Linked DNA regions of Mus musculus: region 2 is linked to region 1. Evidence: chromatin contacts called from public Hi-C data. All regions are on one chromosome and are shown on one strand. The core of a region is the stretch at or near the end of the contact, and the rest is flanking DNA. Distances in the headings are between cores, read along the strand shown.

Region 1 (3,778 bases), core at 539-3,038:
TGTTTTTGTTTTATACATACTAAGTTAAACTCAAGGTCACTCTGGCCTTTTTGAAACCAGGGAACTTTCCAAGTCACCATGCTGCCACCCTGTGGCATCCTCAGGGGTTACTAATAGGGCCATGGCATTGTGCCCCACAGGATAGATACCCAGTGCTTCCCAACTCCTTCCCCAGGGAGGGGAAGCTTTGACGTATCAGATACAACTAGAAGCAAAAACTTTCACAAAATAGTAGGCTAGTAGGCTATGTGATTTCTGTGGAATGCTGCCCCCCCCCCCCCCCGGCATACGTGTCTCACCAGGGTGTCAGGCATCATTTGCTAGTCCACTCATCAGACATTAGCAGTACGGAGTTCAGCATCAGTTCTGTGTATTGGTGAGGGGTGGGTTTTGATGGGGGCTGGAGAGCGGTGCTGTTCTGTGGAGACAGTGGAACAGTACGCCTCCACTGTTTACTCTGCCAGGTAAACCTTCTCTCAGGCTGGAGCTTCTAGCGAGCGGGGTTCCTGGTTCTCATAATTGTTGGAGAACTTGTTCTTCAGTGAACCAAGGAAGTTTGGGAATTTTTCCTTAACTTAGTGTAGACCATTGTTAAGGTCTCAGCAGATCATTGCAGTAGGCTTTTGAGATAACATACTTTTATATCAAGCTCATATATCTAACCGCTAAATTAAACACAGTCAAAAAATTGTGTTTCTGAATTGAGGAGATGGCTCAGCAAGCAGGTAAGGGGACCAAGCCTGACAACCCGAGTTTGAGCGCTGGAGCCCACATGGCAGAGGGAGGAAACAGACTCTTGCAAATTGTCTTCTGGCTTCTAGTATGTGTGCAGTGACACTTGTAGCCCTAACCCCGAGACAAACAAATAAATAATAAATGTAAAACAAAGTACATTTCTTTCTCCCTGCTACAAACAACATCCTGAGAATCAAATAAATACCCCCCCAGGGTTTTTCTGATACAAATGGGTAAAGTCTGTCCCCTCTGGTGCCCAGTCACACTCCTTAGTCCTCTTTGGATCTTTTGGAACTTGAGTATTGCTGTGTGTCTGGAAGTGTTGGGAGCTGAGCGAGGGTCTGAAGAACAATCAGTCTGCCTGCTCAAGGTGGCTGCCTCACACAAGATAATGATAGGATCAACTGCAGAGGGAGAGGGTGACTTTTTCATTTCTTCTTTTTTCTTTAAATAATTTACCTATTTTTATTCTATGTGCATTGGTGTTTTGCCTGCACATATGTCTGTGTGAGGGTGCCAGATCCCCTGGAGTTACAAAAGACAGACAGTTGTGAGCCACCATGTGGTTGCTGGGATTGAACACAGGACCTCTGGAAGAGCAGCCAGTGCTCTTAACTGCTGAGCTATCTCTCCAGCCACTTTTGGTTTTTGAGACAGGGTCTCTCTTTGTACCCACAACTGTCTTGGAACTTATTATATAGGCCAGGTTAATCTCAGACTCACAGAGATCTGCTTCTATCTCCCCAGTGCTGGGGTTAAAGGCCACCACACCTGCCTTAGCTGGCATCTTCAGGTGGGCAGAAGGGATGTTTTTATTGGTGAAGGAACACTGATATAATTTGGGGGATTGAAAGGGGTTGAAATTTACCCAACATTCCCATTATAATCTTGTAATTCATTGTTTCTTTACCAACAATATGATCTCAATCACACCGAAAAGGAGATTAATTTATATGAAATTTGGTCAACCACAAGAGCAGATTGTGGTTTGGGGTTTTCAGAAATCTAGACTTTGCAGTATAAGGAACCAAGTCCTTTCTAAGCACAGTGGTGCACATCTGTGATCGCAGCCCTTGAGGCAAGGCAGAAAGACTGAGTTTGATGTTAGCCTGGGTTCTGTAGCACTACCTTATCTTTCAAAAGCACCCCCTTAAGACACTGTGTCCTCTTGCATTCTGTCCGTGTGCTTAGTGGGGGCTTGGAGCTCTGACATCCTCATAGGCTTTTGCTAAGTTCTCCAGCACTCCCTGAGGACGCCCGCACATTCCACAGCCCTCACGTTCTTTATTCCCACCATGATGATCTATGACTATAGCTGCTTGGTGTGCGAAAGTCTTGCTTGTCAAAGGTCTTTGGCTGTCATATTTGCAGGTTCTGACGTTGCGTGCTGTGGACTGACACTGTCCTACTTTTCTGACAGGAATAAGGCTATCACCACTTTACAGCACAAGAGCTCTCATTCAGTTCCAGGGCACATCCAATATAGAAGAGCCTGGTTGGAAGCCACGGCGTGCGTTCTGGGAGCAAAGGGTTTAATACAACACTGGAAGCTTCAATGGCCGCAGGAATGAGGGTGTCAGGGTGATGCCCAGAGGCCAGATTTATCTGCCCACCCCAAACTGGAAAACACACGCGGGAAACAACAGTTTCCAGCTGTTAAACACGAGACCACCAGAGTGATTTTGCAGAGCAGGAGTCAGATAGGATGAATCTTTCAATATCTATGCTTAGTGACTGACTGTACACCTGTGGAATGCCAGCGATGTCCCTGAGCTGAGACACAGAGAGAAGACTGAGGGAACTAGAATTTTCGCAGCAGGGTGCCAGAGACAAGAGATCTGCTCAGAAGAATCCTGCCTGCGGAATGTCAGAATGTCCTTTACGGCAGTGTGCTGATGAGTGTGGAGAAATGGGCCAGGATCAGAGCCAACGCTTCCTTAAAGGCAGGGCGTGGAGGGAGGGTGTGTCCTCAGCCAGACAAAGCAGAGAACCTTACAGTTCAGCCTTGCCTCCGCTCCGAATTTGCTACCTACATTCAGACCTTTGTTCTGATCATCCTGATTTCTGGTTCTGTGAAGACAGACTGTTCTCTTTGTACTCCGTGCCTTTGCACATTCTGTTCCTCGTGCCTAGAATGCTTTTTTTTTTTCAGTAGTTATCTGATGTTCAAGAATTTTTGACCCCGGGAAAAAAATTACAAACTGCCCACAAACACAGTCCAAAGGGTGAGCGCTTCTGTGCTTTCCATAGCTCCAAAATATTAGCAGTGCTCGATTTAAATGAGATGTATACAGCAGAGCTTGAGGGCACACACCTTTAATCCCAGCACTTGGGAGGTAGAAGCAGGTTGATCTCTGTGAGTTCAAGGCCAGCTTGGTCTACAGAGTGGGTTTCAGGACAGCCAAGGCTATACAGAGAAACCTTGTGTTAAACCAAGCCAAACCAAACCAAACCAAACCAAACCAAACCAAACCAAACCAAACCAAACCAAACCAAACCATGAGATGTACTATCAAGGCTCTGTTGAACCTACCCATTTAAAATCCTTTTAAAGCCAAGCTTTTCAAGTCCTCTGTACTCCCTGCACATATGTAGCAGATGTGCAGCTTCATCTTCATGCGGGTCCCCAACAACTGGAGCTGGGGCTTACACTGACTCTGTTGCCTGCCCATGGATCCTGTTCCCCAACTGGGCTGCCTTGTCTGGTCTCAGTGGGAGAGGATGTCTCTAGCCTTGTAGTGACTTGAGGTTCGAGGGTGGGTTGGTACAGGGTGGGGGTGGGGGTGGGATTGGGGGTGGGGGGGCAGGGAGCTCCTCCTCAGAGGTGAAGAGGAAGAGGGGATGGGGAAGGGCTGTGTGAGGGGGAAGTGGAAGAAGGGCCTGTGGCTGGGATGTAAAGTGAATAAATAAATAAATTAATAGAAAGGGAAAAGAAGCCCCCCCCCACCCTCCCCAGAGAAGAGAGAAATTTCCAGAGGGAGAAGGGGAGATGAGAGTACATGCTGGCCAGACCCAGCAGGGATCCAGAACTCTGGGAATGCCA
Region 2 (3,778 bases), core at 761-3,260, 420 kb before region 1:
GTAAAGCCTGGGCTACAGAGAACTCACTCCTGAAAGCTGTCCTTTGATCTGTGCTCTCTCTCTCTCTCTCTCTCTCTCTCTCTCTCTCTCTCACACACACCAATACAATTAAATAAATAAATGTCCTGTTTTTAAAAGATCTATCACCTTGGAACATATTCACAATTCATAGTTTATACCATAAATATACAGAAGAAAATAGAAGAAATTCCACAAAAATGTCAGGCTGTTTTACTGAGCACTGGGATGCTGAACTCCAGCCCATGCTCACTTGCCAAGAATGAGGACGGCTGTATCACGTAGGACATGGAGGAAGGGCACCTGGAACAGTCTGAGAAGGGGAGGATCCTGTGATCTAACGAGAAGGCAGGGTCTGCCTTCCCCTGTCCCACACTGCTGCTGCCTGCCATCGTGACCCTCCCCTGTCCCACACTGCTGCTGCCTGCAGGAAGAAATGCATCTTACAAATACATATTATTTATGCAGTATAAATGCAGGTTGTGAGTTATTCACCGAATCCCTGTGTGGAAATCACTGGCTGGGACTCACGCAGCTTTCTTTCCCATTTAGGTTTCAGCCAAGGTCTTTCACTCTTTAACCAAACCAGTGCTGTATGGCTGGAACGGCCCACCCTTCTTCTGTGTCTTCACATAGCAAGCCCGTACTGGCCTCTCAATACTCAAATCTTATTTCAAAGAAACCTTTTTTAGATACTGCCCCAGTCACCATGTTACCCTCCTCAGAAGTCTCAGGGCTCAGGAGTGACAGAACTTAGCATGTAAAATGAAAAATAAGGCTTTAAAAAAACCACACACACACACAAGTCATTTGGCTATGAGTTAAGTTTGGAAGGTCAGTATCCTAGTTTTGTGAGGCCCAAAATAGAGTCTAGGGCAGGGGATGTGACTTAGTTGGTAGTTTGTCTAGTATGCACGGTGCCTTGAGTTCTCTCTCTAGTACTACACAAACCAGGCATGGCAACACATACTTGCAACTCCGGCCCTTGAGGGGTGTGGGTACGATGTTCAAAAGTTCAATTCTTAGCTTACATAGTGAGTTTGAGACCAACTACATGAAACTCTCTTATAAAAAAGGATGGGGATGGTGTTAATGCGAATACATTTAAACCCCTCGCATCTTGAATTACTACCTCTCCTACATTCAAACTCCCTTAGCTGTGCACTGGCCAATAGTCTTTCTTCTAGTCCTGAAGAACACGTCTTCCCTACTTAAGAACCCTACCTGTGCCTTTGTAGGGCAAGAACACCGGCTCTTTAGCTCCTTAACTTCAGACCAATCGTCTACTCTGAGAGAAGCTGTCTGCCCAATTTCTCCTCCCATTTCCTTTGACTTGCCATTTCTCCCTGAAATTATCATTTGTCTACTTCTCTGTCTTCAGAGTTCTCCTTGAGCTTTGAGAGGAGAGATCTACAGAAATGGCCCCATTATGTTCAGCACCAGGAAGGGTTTGCAACACAGTAACAGTAGGAGCCCCGCAAAACATCAGGCAAAAAACCCAGCAGAGCCGGAGAAGACGCAGAGGAAGCCACAGAAGTCTTAGACACGCGTCTTCAAGCCTGCTCTGGACTTGTGGGGTCCCTGGCAGGAAAGGCCACAAAGGACAGACACACGAGGCCAGACCCGTGTTGGGAGACAGGGAGGGAGCAGAGGCACCAGGCACCATGTTCCAGGGCCTACCAGTAATAAGTGACTGTACAGGCCGTGCACATCCGCTCGGCCGGGGCTTCGCACACCTCACAGGAGAGCCGGCGCCCCTTGGGCACCGCCAGCGGGTAGATCACGTTCATGGTGCGGCCGGCGGCGTCGGTCTCCAGGACGGTTGCCTGGCTAGCATCCGCAAGGCTGAGGTGTCACGTGACAACCACGGGCCAGCCCGGACGTCGGGATTTCAAGGGCAAGGGGGAGGGGCGGGACTGACTGCGACAATTGGGGAGGGGAGAGCACAAACTCTAAATCTCAAAGGTTAAATAGCCAGAACTTGACTGCCATGTAGCCCGAGCCTGGGGAGAACTATACGGTGGCCGGTATAGGTCAAAAACAACCATTTCGTTTTCCAAACTAGGAAATCCACAGGAAGCATAATTTTTCTGGATTTTCTAGATACGTTCTTCCTCTAGACGCTTCCCGACGGGCTTTCCCAGAACAGGCAAGCATTTCGAGCCTTAGCGAGATCAGGACCTACTGGCGGACATAGGAAAGGGAATGACCATAGTCACTATTTGCGGCTGCGCGCAGCCCAGGTATCCGGAAGGGGGCGTGGCGCCAGCGGCCCGGCGTGCCCGGGCGCTGTGGTTCTACCGTGGGGTGACTACAGTGCAGATGGCGGAAATGGACCTGGTGGCTGAGTTGCCGCGTCCTGCGGGTGCTGCGCGCTGGGCCGAGGTTATGGCTCGCTTTGCGGCCAGGCTGGGCGAGCAGGGCCGGCGGGTGGTGCTGATCACATCTGGAGGCACCAAGGTCCCCCTGGAAGCGCGAGCCGTGCGCTTTCTGGACAACTTCAGTAGCGGGCGACGCGGAGCCGCGTCGGCGGAGGTCTTCCTGGCTGCCGGCTATGGAGTCCTGTTCTTGTACCGAGCGCGCTCGGCCTTCCCCTATGCCCACCGCTTCCCGCCCCAGGCCTGGCTGTCAGCCCTTCGGCCTTCTGGCCCAGCCCAGTCGGGCAAGCTGAGTCTGGAGGCCGAAGAGAATGCGCTCCCGGGCTTTGCTGCAGCATTGCAGAGCTACCAAGAGGCAGCCGCTGCCGGCACCTTTCTGGCTGTAGAGTTTACCACTTTGGCGGATTATCTGCATCTGCTGCAGGCTGCTGCCCTGGCTCTCAGTCCATTAGGTGAATGTTCCAAGGAAATCCAAAGGTTTTCCTGGCTGTAGAGCCGTTCTCCCTAGCCTCTTTTCCCTATTGCTTGCTGCCTACCCCACAGCCAAGGAACCCGAGTTAAAGAAAAGATTCCATGCCCTTCCCCGATTTCTTATACTCCGTTTATCTTCACAGGCTCTTCTGCGATGTTTTACCTGGCCGCGGCAGTGTCAGATTTCTATATTCCTGTCTCCGAAATGCCTGAACACAAGATCCACTCATCTGGTGGCCCACTGCAGGTGATGGGCTCTTCTCTTCCAGAGATCTGACCCCCTCTAACCAATCTTGGGTTACTTTCCTCTTGATCTGGATGGCCTTTCAGCCTTCTGTATGAGCTAGGCACTGGGAATACAGAGATGAATAAGACACTGCCCTCAAGGATCTCACAGTCTAGCGAGGGCCTGGACACCAGCCATAATCACAGATCAGAATGATAAATGCTGTAGTGGAGGTATGTACAAAGTGCAGTCAGATCCCCGGGGTAGTGAGACGGGGGTGTCAGGGTGATGGAGATGACTCATCAAAAGATGGACAGAGGGCCTGATCAAGTGGGGAAGGTTATTCTAAGTGGAGTTACAAGTTGGAGTTTGCAACTGGGTAATGTTCTGTGAACCAAAGTGCTTTGGTAAGGCTGAAGAGGCATCTTGCCTCTTGGTATACACAACCTTTGTATTCCTTAAGACCCTTGAACTTTATCCTGTGGAGCCTGGAGACACAAAGGTGGAAGGAAAGACAAGACGTTGTTTGGATGCAGCAGCATCTTCCCTTTCATTGCAGCCCTCCAGGGACAGATGGGCTCTTCATTTCAAGGCTAGCCTGGTCTACCTAGTGAATTACAGGCCAGCCAGAGCTGCACAGTGAGAGAGTAAATAAATCTCAAAGTAAATAAATAAAAGTAAAAAG

Evidence for each region. Hi-C and Micro-C count contacts between places; a contact is called where the count stands out from the background.
Region 2: a Hi-C map of B cells shows a contact between it and region 1, with 5 read pairs. The contact joins the promoter of Zmynd12 here to the enhancer-like site in region 1. A contact is called at or near these places in 2 of 39 promoter capture datasets (liver and pre-B cells), 1 of 484 Hi-C or Micro-C datasets (B cells), 1 of 115 datasets of contacts at active chromatin or transcription factors (bone marrow-derived macrophages) and 1 of 9 other capture datasets (liver).

What each region holds. Positions count from the first base shown.
Region 1 is chr4:119,000,686-119,004,463 of GRCm38.p6, reverse strand. No RefSeq gene overlaps it. Among named protein-coding and RNA genes, the nearest start is that of Gm12865, 4.5 kb to the right of the region's middle. Within about 2 kb of position 1,788, at least 21 of the 459 cell types and tissues checked have an H3K27ac peak or open chromatin away from gene starts, as enhancers often do. A contact at or near this core is called in B cells, where this site is marked.
Region 2 is chr4:119,420,916-119,424,693 of GRCm38.p6, reverse strand. Zmynd12 (zinc finger, MYND domain containing 12) reads right to left here and starts at 2,010. Exons shown (of 8, transcript NM_001014900.2): 1 at 1,699-2,010. The coding sequence starts at 1,808. Ppcs (phosphopantothenoylcysteine synthetase) reads left to right here and starts at 2,274. Exons shown (of 3, transcript NM_026494.4): 1 at 2,274-2,848; 2 at 3,011-3,114. The coding sequence starts at 2,341.